Linked DNA regions of Mus musculus: region 1 is linked to region 2. A link is a contact called in public promoter capture Hi-C data. All regions are on one chromosome and are shown on one strand. The core of a region is the stretch at or near the end of the contact, and the rest is flanking DNA. Distances in the headings are between cores, read along the strand shown.

Region 1 (5,317 bases), core at 1,618-4,117, 2.1 Mb before region 2:
AATTTGAGTTTATATTAATGGTGGGTAACAGTATCTAAATTTTAAAGGAACTTTAAAGTTACAGCCAGGAGTATCAGGATGTTCAAAGTTCCTCTATATAGCTATAGTGACTTCACACAGTCTTCCATTCTAGAGATCTTATCGCAAAATAAAGAGCAAAAGAAAACTTTAAATGGCACCAACAAATTTAAATAAGCTGGCATTTATCTGACGGAGTTTCACTCTTAAACTTGCTCCCCATTATATTCACACACCAGTTCCCACTCTAAACACCATTCAAAGTAACTGTCTGGTGAAAAAAATCCCACCCGCTACCACCATAATGCCCCACCTCCTTATCATAAGGTACATGGGGAAGCAAAAGGAAGCAACGCCTTCCTCCTGACCTTAATGTGGAACCTAGGAAGTCACCCAGGAAACTCGTGCTGAAGGGTAGACTATTGAAAGTGGTATACGTTAGCCCCAGAAAACCTGGCAGGAAGGAAACAAAACCCAGCCTATTCTTCAAGAATAGATACAAGAGGAGTTGGTTCGGTGGTAACAGTGCCTGATATGCAAGCAAGAAAGTGCATTTGGAAACCCAGGAACCAAAAGAATAGGTATGACTAGGCATTCCTGTAATTCCTTCAGTCCTGGAGGTGGGGGTGGAGGTGGGGGTTTGAAACCCCTAAAATAACAGAAACTCAAGAATCCACCAGCCTAAGGGGACACTCTAGGCCGAGAGAGAACAGTTTTAAACAATCCAAAGTGGAGAGTGAATGAGCAAAGCACCAGATGTTCTCAGCCAGCTTTTGTTCCTGCATGCACCTTGTCCCCAAAACACAAGAGTAGCAGGGACAGTGACCAGCTTCCTTCTGACCCGCTAACTATGGGATAGGTACTTAATTTGGCCAAACACAAATTATGTTGATTTTGAAAAAGGTAATTCCATTTTGATTGGAGAACATCCACTGCAGGATGTAGCTCACTGGAGAGTTCCACCCTCCAGTATCCCCAAAATCACTCAATAAAAAGATAGCCCAGAACTTTAGAGGCTGAGGATGGAGGCTGGGGTGTTCCAGACCAGCCTGGTTACAAAGCGTGAGAGGGAGCAAGGAAGTAGAGTGCCAAGGTTAGGGACGGGGGTGTTGGACTCATAAATTAAACAGAGCAGAGACACTAGCATATAAAACTAGAGCTCATTAAAACATCTGGAAAAATCTGGCAGAGCCAATTTAAAGATAAAACCTGGGCTGGAGAGATGGCTCAGAGCACTAACTGCTCTTCTAGAGGTCCTGCGTTCAATTCCCAGCAACCACATGGTGGCTCACAGCCATTTGTAATGGGATCTGGTGTCCTCTTCTGGTGTGTCTGAAGAGAACTACAGTGTGCTCACACAAAATAAATAAATCTTAAAAAAATAAAAATAAAACATAAAGAAAAAGGATGCTCGCACCACACATCACAGGGCCACCATATAGAAACTGATTTTTATTCAGATGCAACCAAAACAGCAATCCTAAACCGGGTGGTGGTGGTGGTGGTGCACGCCTTTAATCTCAGCACCTGGAAGGCAGAGACCAGCATCTGAATTCCAGGCCAGTCAGGGCTACATAGTTTTGACCTTGCCTCAACCAATCAAACCATGCAGACTAAGGCTTTTACAAATCAGTACGGTAAGGTTGTGCTTTCTAGAAAGAGGAACTATGTACCAAGTATTTTGTTTTTCTGAGACAGAGGCTGCTAATATAGCCCTAGCTGCCCTCGGACTTGGTACAACTCGTTTGCAAACGTATCCCTTGTAGTGCATAGCTTGGGATCAAGTATTTTTTTCTTGCTATTAGAAAATATGGGCACAGCGTCCTCATTGTCGTTTGAGAAGCAAAAGCCAACCAACAAACAAAAAGCTCTGGAAACAATCTGTGTTCTTCTGACGCACTGTCTAAAACAGCGCACTGCTACGCCATCCTACTCCTGCAAAATCCCGTTCTGTAGGTTGACAGTAAAAGATCGCCCATGATCATCACAGCATGACACTCATCTGGCCGTAAAGTACTGACTCCGTCCTGCCACTGCCATCAGGAGGCATTTTATTTACTGTTTAGTTCGGAGACCTTTTTTTTTTTTTCTTAAATGCGTAACACTTTCACTATCAAAATTCTTGTTCCTAAGAGCTAGGGCTCTGCCTAACAAAGCGAAAGGCCCCGTGTTTTTCAAAACAACACACAAATAAGCCCGGGTTCCTAATCAAACTCGGCGAAGATGCTCGCTCCCTGCCAGCTCATCAGCAGTTCTCTGACAGCGCAAACAACAAGCTTACGTAAGCGCTCGGCCCCAAGGCGATGGGGAGAACGCTGGCTCGGGACTCCCGGCTCCGGCGGCGGATCCTGACCGCCCAGAGGTATGAGGTCATACCTCCTCGCCCCGAAGTCAAAAAGAAGTTAAGTTAGCCCTTTAGAGAGAACAGGCCGGGGACGCAGGCCAGCGCGATCTGTCAACAGATAGACACCGGACTCGCTAGAGACCTGAGCAGGAAGGAGAAAGACGCGGGGCTGTGCTCCTCGGTTCTCCCCGCTGGGGAAAGCCGCGAGCAGGCTCGGGAGGGAGCGGAGACCGGGCCTCCGGGGGTCTCCTCGCGCAGCCAACCGCCGACCTGCAGCCCGCGGCCGGCTCCCGGCCCCCGCGCGAGAAGCCCCTTCTACCTCTCGGAGAAGCTCTTCACCAGCAGCCACACGATGAGCGGCAGGTTCTCCCGTTCGTTGTAGGTGGGCAACAGCACCGAGTACTTGTCCTGTCGCGAGGAGCGGCCCTGCGGCGGCCGCGGAGACGCAGCAAGACTGCGACTCGCCCCCGTGGAAGCCATGACGGCTCTGCGAGAGGCGCCGGAAGCGGACTTACGTCATCCGACACGGGCCGTACCAAATCTCGGAGCATGGGGGAGGCTCGGCGCTCCGACGTCCCAGTGTGGTCCCCGGGAAACTTCCAGATATGGTGACCGTTTCAAGCCAATCGTGACGGCTTCCCCGGATAAAAACCCATTCGTTTCACTTTCAAGGGCCAGGAAGCGTCTTCGTTTTCCAGTCGCTAAGAGACAGGCAACCGGAAACGGAAGTCCCTTCCCGGCTCTTTCCGGAAGAGGCTGTCATGGCTGCCCCGGAGGACGTAGCTGCCTTACAGGCTGAAATCACCCGGCGGGAGGAAGAGCTAGCTTCGCTCAAGCGGAGGCTGGCCGCGGCCCTGACAGCCGAGCCGGAGCCCGAGCGTCCGCTCCGGGTCCCGCCGCCGCCGCTGGCGCCCCGGGCCGCGCTGTCGCGGGACGAGATCCTCCGCTACAGCCGCCAGCTACTGCTGCCGGAGCTGGGCGTGCGCGGGCAGCTGCGCCTGGCGGCGGCGGCGGTGCTCGTGGTGGGCTGCGGCGGGCTGGGCTGCCCGCTGGCGCAGTACCTGGCGGCGGCCGGCGTAGGCAGGCTGGGGCTGGTGGACCACGACGTGGTGGAGACGAGCAACCTGGCCCGCCAGGTCCTGCACGGGGAGGCGCAGGCCGGCGAGAGCAAGGCTCGCTCGGCGGCCGCGGCGCTGCGCCGTCTCAACTCGGCGGTGGAGTGCGTGGCGTACCCGCGCGCGCTCGCCGAGGACTGGGCGCTCGACCTGGTCCGCGGCTACGACGTGGTGGCAGACTGCTGCGACAACGTGCCCACGCGCTACCTGGTGAACGACGCGTGCGTGCTGGCCGGCCGGCCGCTAGTGTCGGCCAGCGCGCTGCGCTTCGAGGGCCAGATGACCGTCTACCACCACGACGGCGGGCCGTGCTACCGCTGCGTGTTCCCGCGGCCGCCCCCGCCGGAGACAGTGACCAACTGTGCAGACGGCGGCGTGCTCGGAGCGGTGCCCGGCGTGCTAGGCTGCGCGCAGGCCCTCGAGGTGCTCAAGATCGCCGCCGGCCTCGGCTCCTCCTACAGCGGCAGCATGCTGCTCTTCGACGGCCTCGGGGGCCACTTCCGCCGGATCCGGCTGCGGCGCCGCCGGCCTGACTGCGTCGTGTGCGGGCAGCAGCCCACCGTGACCCGCCTGCAGGACTACGAGGCCTTCTGCGGCTCCTCGGCCACCGACAAGTGCCGCGCCCTGAAGCTGCTGTGCCCCGAGGAGCGGATTTCTGTGACCGACTACAAGCGGCTTCTGGATTCCGGGGCGCCCCATGTGTTGCTGGACGTCCGGCCTCAAGTAGAGGTGGACATCTGTCGCCTGCCGCACTCTCTCCACATCCCTTTGAGTCAGTTGGAACGCAGGGATGCGGACAGCCTGAAACTCTTAGGGGCTGCCCTCCGGAAAGGGAAGCAGGAGTCGCAGGAAGGGGTTGCTCTCCCGGTGTATGTGATTTGCAAACTGGGAAACGACTCCCAGAAAGCTGTGAAGGTCCTGCAGTCCTTAACGGCAGTGCCGGAGTTAGACTCTTTAACTGTTCAGGACATCGTGGGGGGACTCATGGCCTGGGCCGCCAAAATTGATGGGACATTTCCACAGTACTGAGAGGACAGCATGTGATTCGTGTGGATGACGGTTGTGATACCTGAAGAATCTATTCGAGCTTTACAAAATAATGTAGGGAAGAGCCTGGATTCACGGTCTCCGAATAAATAAACGGAGACCTCCCCCCCCCCCCCCCCCAAGGAGCTTTTTGAGAAAAGAGGATAGCATTGCCTCTGAGAGCTACTTTTGGGCACTTGTGCAGCACCTTCAACATGTGACTTGGTACGACAGGATTTTTTGTTTCCCACCCGGTCAGATTAAACTGAGATTAAACAGTTAAGATGCAGCTTTTACAACTGAATTAATCACTTACATTCATCCTATTTTTAAATTAAGGTCTTCTTTGTGAGGTTGCAGAGATGGCTTAACTCGGGCTACCCCCCACCCCTACCCCATGGGGGCGGGACATCCTGGTTTGACTCCCAGAATTCATGAGTTGGCTCTGCAACTCCATTTCCATGGACATCATATGCTGTCTCCTCGACTCCTCCAGCTCCGGGCAGGGTCTTGGTGTACAGATATGCATGCAGTCAAAACATAAAGTTTTAAAATATAAGAAAAAACGTTTTTAAAAAGATATTGAGTCTTAATTCTACTTCAAATGATAGGCTATATATACCCCTTAAAAATACTTAACATGGGTAGCATTTTCATTATCTGGAAGTTGATTGTTGTAGAACCGATTGAGAGTTCAGAGTGCAGTCTTGACAGTTTAGCAACATGTGTCCATCAGCTTCCCTCAGAAGTTGCTAGCATTTTTCTTGTACTTAGCTCCAGTCTCTGCCTTCGGCTATACCAGTGGTTCTCAACC
Region 2 (5,732 bases), core at 3,114-5,613:
GGGTGTACACTAGGGGCGCACACTAGGGGTGCACACTAGGGGCACATACTAGGGGTGCACAGTAGGGGTGCACACTAGGGGCGCACACTAGGGGCACACACTAGAGGCGCACACTAGGGGCACACACTAGGGGTGTACACTAGGGGCACACTATTCACTGCCCAGTTGCAGGGACTCCCCTTCCCTTCTCAGGAAAAACTCTATCTGGGGGCAGGGTTTTCCCTTGTTATTCTTCCCAGTCTCTCCTTAGGGTTTGGGATGCTGGCTACTGCGTTTCAGTCAAGCTCTTGGAGATCCTCTCCTGTTCCCCCACCCTCCCTTTTTGGGACACTGCTCTGATATCCTCTTTCTGCCTCCTTCCAGTGCCTCGGGGAACACCATGGCCTTCCATTCTATCCAGTACCAGGGAAGAGTGGCCACAGAGGGGCTTTCTTACTATGTGTGGAATGACTGGCCAGCAAGTCACACTCTGTGACCCTGAAACCTTCTTACATCACTGTGAGTCAGGACTGGGCTGTACCAAGGACCAGCAGTTGCCAGTGGGTTTCTGTGAGAGAACTTCGGGCAGGCCTTTGGGTGCCTCTTCCCCGCCATGTTTACATTTTCTTTTTAATGGCTTAAAAATGAATTTGTGTACTTGTGCATATAGGTATGTGTATATGCATGTATATACGTATTACTGTATAAGGATGTATGTAGGCATGGCTAATGTATACATGTGTGTATACATGTATGTATGTATGTATGTATGTATGTATTGTTTATTTCCCCAGTGCATCCCTAGTTTCTTGGGCTGGAGACATGGCTTAGATGTTAATAGCTCTTGCTGCTCGTGCAGAGGACCTGAGTTTAGTCCTCCAGACCCACATTAAGCACAGACACTTGTAACTCCAGCTCCATGGGATCCGACACCCTCTTCTGACCAAGTGCCTGTGTTCACATGATCATATCCACATGAAGACAAACACACAATTAAAAGACACATAATTAAAAAGAAAATAAATCTAAAAGATAATCTGATTATTATTCTGACTTTTTTTTTCTGAGACAGGGTTTCTATGTAGCTCTGGCTGTCCTGGAACTTGCTCTGTAAACCAGGTTGGCCTTTAACGCACAGAGATCCTCCTGCCTCTGCCTCCTAAGTGCTGAGATTGAAGGCCTGGGTCACCACTGCCTGGCTGTTATATAATTTCAGCAGGTGCTCTATCCCCAAGCTACATCCATACTTTACACCATTTGAAGCTTTAAAGCAGGGGAATTAATTACTAAGTTGCTCAGGGTGTCCTTGAACTCTCTCCCTCAGCCTGGTCCTGAACTTTCAAATCCTCTTGTTCTAGCTCCTCAAGTCTGTGTCACCAAGCCTGGTTTAATCTGGTTATTCACTTGAGAGCAAGAATGCCTTTGTTATTACATACTGAAGACTTGACTGTTCTACCTCGAGTCTGACTCTTTTTCAAAACCCACACCAGAAATATTCACATGCGAACCATCTAAGCAGGAAGTGGAAGAAGACAGCTACTGGCGTGTCTCATTTTATTTGGACTCTGGAGGCCACCTGAGGCTAGGAGTGCTCAGGCTTCTACAAGCACCCATGAGAGGACAAACCTCAGAGGACAGGGTGTCTACTTTCCTTCTCCCTCTAAGACGAAACAAAGCCTCTGTCATCTCCTGATGAGGACACATCACTTCTCAAGGACCTGAAAAATGGAGTTCTCAAACTGACGTTCGAGCCTCCAGATAAACAGGAGGAGGTTTCCCGCCCACTCAGTGCCACTAATGGCACTGCTGTCTTAGAACCACTAAAATTATTGGTATATCGTTGTCCCTTTGCAGGGTCCAGATGAACTAGACAGTCTACTGGATTTTTTCTTTAAATGTGTGTGTGTGTGTGTGTGCACATGCATGTACTTGCATGCACTATGTACAGTGTGTGTGTGTATGTGTGTGTATGTGTGTGTGCACATGCATGTACTTGCATGCACTATGTACAGTGTGGGTGTGTGTGGCATGTATGTGTGTGCAGAATGTGTAGTGTATCTGTGTGTGGTATGTATGTGTGGATTATGTGTATATGTATGTGTTTGTATGCATGCAGCATGTGTAGGGTATCTGTGTGTATGGCATGTGCGTATGTATGTGTGTGTAGTATGTGTAGTATATTTCTGTGTGTATGACGGATGTGTTTATGTATGTGTAGTGTATCTGCGTGTGTGGCATGTGTGTGTATATGTGCATGTATATACAGTATGTATGGTATGTGGCATGTGTGTGTGCATGTGTGTGCAGTATGCATCGTGTATGTGTGTGTGTGTGCACGAGCATGTCAGAGGACACCTTTCAGAGTCAGTTCTCTCCTTCCACCTGTTAAGGCAGGTCTCTCTTGCTTTGGGGGTCTTTGCTTGCTTTTGATTCTGTGCGGTGTCCTCCAGGCTACCTGGCCTATGAACTTCCAGGTAATTATGTCTTTGCCTCCCATTTTCCATAGGAGACCTGGGATTACAAATGTGTACCACGATATTCATCTTTTTGTATGGTCTGGGATTTAAACTCAGGTTGGCAGGGTGTCACGACCAGAATTTACCCACTGAGGGATCTCACTGGCCTGTCTTTTCCTTTTTGTATAAAGTAAGTTTACTGTGTTTCTAAGGTGAACCTTTGAAAGTTTGGGCACCAAAGTGCCCAGTATTGTGTGTAGATTTGGGGGTCCAATATAGGTATAAAAAATAAATGGAAAACATCATGATTTCTAATATTATATTCATAACATATGAAAACATATACTTTCATAATTATTAATAGAAGTAGAAATCTGAATTATGCTGTAGATTCATGTGCTATAAGCAAAATAATAGGATGGTGAATCCCTATCAACAGCTTGACAATAATGACAAGGAGCACCGCAGTTGGCTGAATCATGCAACTCCACTTCACCCCCTGAAAACGAATTCCTTTTGTGGTTATGTTTGCAACAAAGTAACAATTCACGTTAAATGAGGTCCTACAGATGGAGCTGATTTCATAGGCTTAGCGTCATTCTAGGAAGAGACACCAGGGGGCACTCTTCTTCCCTCGTTCCTCCTCTTTCCTCCCGTTTCCCCTGCAAGGTGGAAGGCAGCCATTTGCATGCAAGGGAGAGAACCTCGCCAATACTTTGCTTGTAGCCTTTCCAGCCAACAGAAACGTGTGAGAGAAATTCCTGTGGTTTGAGTCACTCACTGTATGGCGTTTCGCTCTGGCAGCCTACCCTGACATTAAATTGTTTATTGAGCCTCCACACCAGGAGTGTTCCTAGTGCTTGCCCAGTACTGATTCATCTAGGCAGGACGCTTGCTCTATGGAGTCTGCGTCCCCTACATCCTCCTAGGTAAGGGAACTGAGGGACTGGGAGATTGGCAATCTTTCCAAACAACTATAGCAAAAAAATCCATAAAAACAAGCAAACAGAAAAACCCTTTAAGCCAGGATCAGACCCAGTCCCTTTGAGTCTAAAACACAGGCTTTTAAGCACTTCTTTGTATTATTAAAGTTAACAAAAGAGCTCTGATATTTTTTATGGAAGTATCTATTTAAATTAAAAGAGTGCTGTATTATAAAATAGGGGGTTAGTAATGATGTTGAACAGCTAATTTTCCTCCCTCTGCCTCCTAAGTGCTGGGATTGCAGGCGTGTGCTACCATGCCTGGTTCTATGCAGTGCCAGGATGGAGCCCAGGGCTTCCCATGTGTGAGGCAAACCCTGTACGAAGAGGGCTGCGGGCCACCACCCAGCCCATGGTCTCATTTTTAAAGGAAGGCACCTGCACAGATGTCAAGCGTTCTGTTTGTCAATAGTAAAGAAAGCAAGGAGATGAGCATTGTTGATCTAATAAGTCTCTGTGCCAGACACCACAGAAGATGAGAGAAACCTAGAAGCACCTGCTTGCTCTACAATGTTCCAGACATGGGTGGGAAGGATCAGGAGAGACATGAGAATTGTTACAGCACCAAGAAGGGAGCAAACTCTATGACAGGGATGACCGCGGGGCACAGGAGCTCTTTGAGGAGGTGACATTTCTGCTAACACTGGAAGTCTGGGAAGAAACTTTCTACATGGAGAGAGAAGCGCTGAGGACTCGCCCCATACCATGTCTGTAGAGCCCAATACTGCTGGGTATACAGTGGGTGCTTAACCAGGCAATGTTTCACAAGTGGATATGAACTTCCAGGTCGCGAGGCTGAACCTGCCCGCAGGCTGAGTTCACGGTCACTTACTTGGCAGCTGGAGTCTTTCACGTTACTTTCTTCCGAGCGGGGGATCCCTTCGCTCGATCTCACTGACTACAACAACAAACAGACAGTATCCTTTCAGTAACCACAGCAACGGTGCACAGGTGCACGCACGACGACGATGACAATGACGACGGTGAACCCCCCTCATTTATCCTTGATATTTAGGATACAGACAGGAATGGAAAGGGGTCACTCGGAGAGCTGGGGCTGTGTCATCAGAGTCTGCTGAATTCAAGTATTAGCGTCCCGAAGGAACAACAATCAATCAAACAAATAAATGAAATAAAAATTATATATGAGCTAAATAGACATTTGCTCCTGTCTCCCCAGGAAAACACTTGTAAACCCAGCATTTAGGGGCGGGGGCAGTAGGACTATGAGATAGCCTAGGCTAAATGAGATCCTCTTTCAGAAGAAGGAGGGGAAGAAAGTAATGTTGGAAGGAAAAGGAGGTTAGAGATATGAGTGAATGAATGAATAAATGAATGAACTTGCCTGCTAACTTTTTTTTTTTTTTTTTTGCTACTTTTAGGCAGTGGAGGAGAGTTGAGTTAATGAGCACCCATCCTCCATCCTTTAGCGCCCCCTAGAGCCAGTGGCTTCCTCAACAGGGCGGTACCTAGTCAAATCTGCATCTTTGATTCCTTCAACCAGGTGAGCTAAGCAACCGGTTCCAAAGGTGTGGCCACAGGCCCAGAGGCACCAGACTCACCAGGGGACTCGTTAGAGAGATGTAAGTTCTTCACATCTGCTTAGATCCAGATCCACAGAATCAGAAACTCTGGGCCTGGGGCTCAGCCACCCGTGTTTAACAAGCTCCTCAGGGGGCTCTGAGCTGTGCTCTAACTGGCCACAAACTGTGCTGGTGCGCTCAAACTCCCACGTGACGTGAGGATGCGCGCTCATTGGTTAGTATCATCTCCTCCCAGCTGCTCAGGAAGCGGGGACTCCCAACTGCACCGCTATCAACTGGGATGTTCTCTTAGCAGACAGCACACACTCACAGAGCACAGCACAGCTCAGAACACTTCATCCTGATAACATGAGAGGCGGGTCGGGAGCTGGCCGGGTGGCTAAAGCACCTTCCATGCAAGCGGCAGGTGTGAAGACAGAGCCCAGACCCCAAGAGGCTGGGTGGGCATGGCGGCCATTTGTGATTCCAGTGCACTGGAGGAAGGTGGAAACAGGATTCCTGGCTAACATAGGCTAGTTGTATCTGAGAGCCCCTGGTTCAACCAAGAGACCACACCCTTAACACGTAAGGAAGACTCTCAACATCAGCCTCAGGTGCACATGTGCACAGGTACAGGCAAACATATATAAGCACACATACCAGACACGCACGACAAAGAAAACCTTACAGGAGCTCAAATGCATTCTGAGGGATTAGTGTTAGATGCTGCTCTTCAGTCTGAGAGATGACGCTCAAAGTGTCAGAGGAAAGGATCAGGAGGTGGGGCCTTA

Evidence for each region. Promoter capture Hi-C pulls out the DNA fragments that hold promoters and counts their contacts.
Region 1: a promoter capture Hi-C map of pre-B cells shows a contact between it and region 2, with 2.7 times the contacts expected there. The contact joins the promoter of Dpm1 here to the promoter of Bcas1os2 in region 2. A contact is called at or near these places in 1 of 39 promoter capture datasets (pre-B cells) and 1 of 115 datasets of contacts at active chromatin or transcription factors (large pre-B cells).

Annotation. Positions count from the first base shown.
Region 1 is chr2:168,227,512-168,232,828 of GRCm38.p6, forward strand. It overlaps Dpm1 (dolichol-phosphate (beta-D) mannosyltransferase 1), which reads right to left and starts at 2,868. Exons shown (of 9, transcript NM_010072.4): 1 at 2,682-2,868. The coding sequence starts at 2,842. It overlaps Mocs3 (molybdenum cofactor synthesis 3), which reads left to right and starts at 3,111. Exons shown (of 1, transcript NM_001160330.1): 1 at 3,111-4,792. The coding sequence starts at 3,124. The coding sequence ends at 4,506. Gm20716 (predicted gene 20716) reads right to left here and starts at 2,868. Exons shown (of 12, transcript NR_132310.1): 1 at 2,682-2,868.
Region 2 is chr2:170,351,998-170,357,729 of GRCm38.p6, forward strand. Bcas1os2 (breast carcinoma amplified sequence 1, opposite strand 2) reads left to right here and starts at 4,364. Exons shown (of 8, transcript NR_040610.1): 1 at 4,364-4,401; 2 at 4,801-4,922. It overlaps Bcas1 (breast carcinoma amplified sequence 1), which reads right to left. Exons shown (of 13, transcript NM_029815.2): 11 at 4,251-4,316.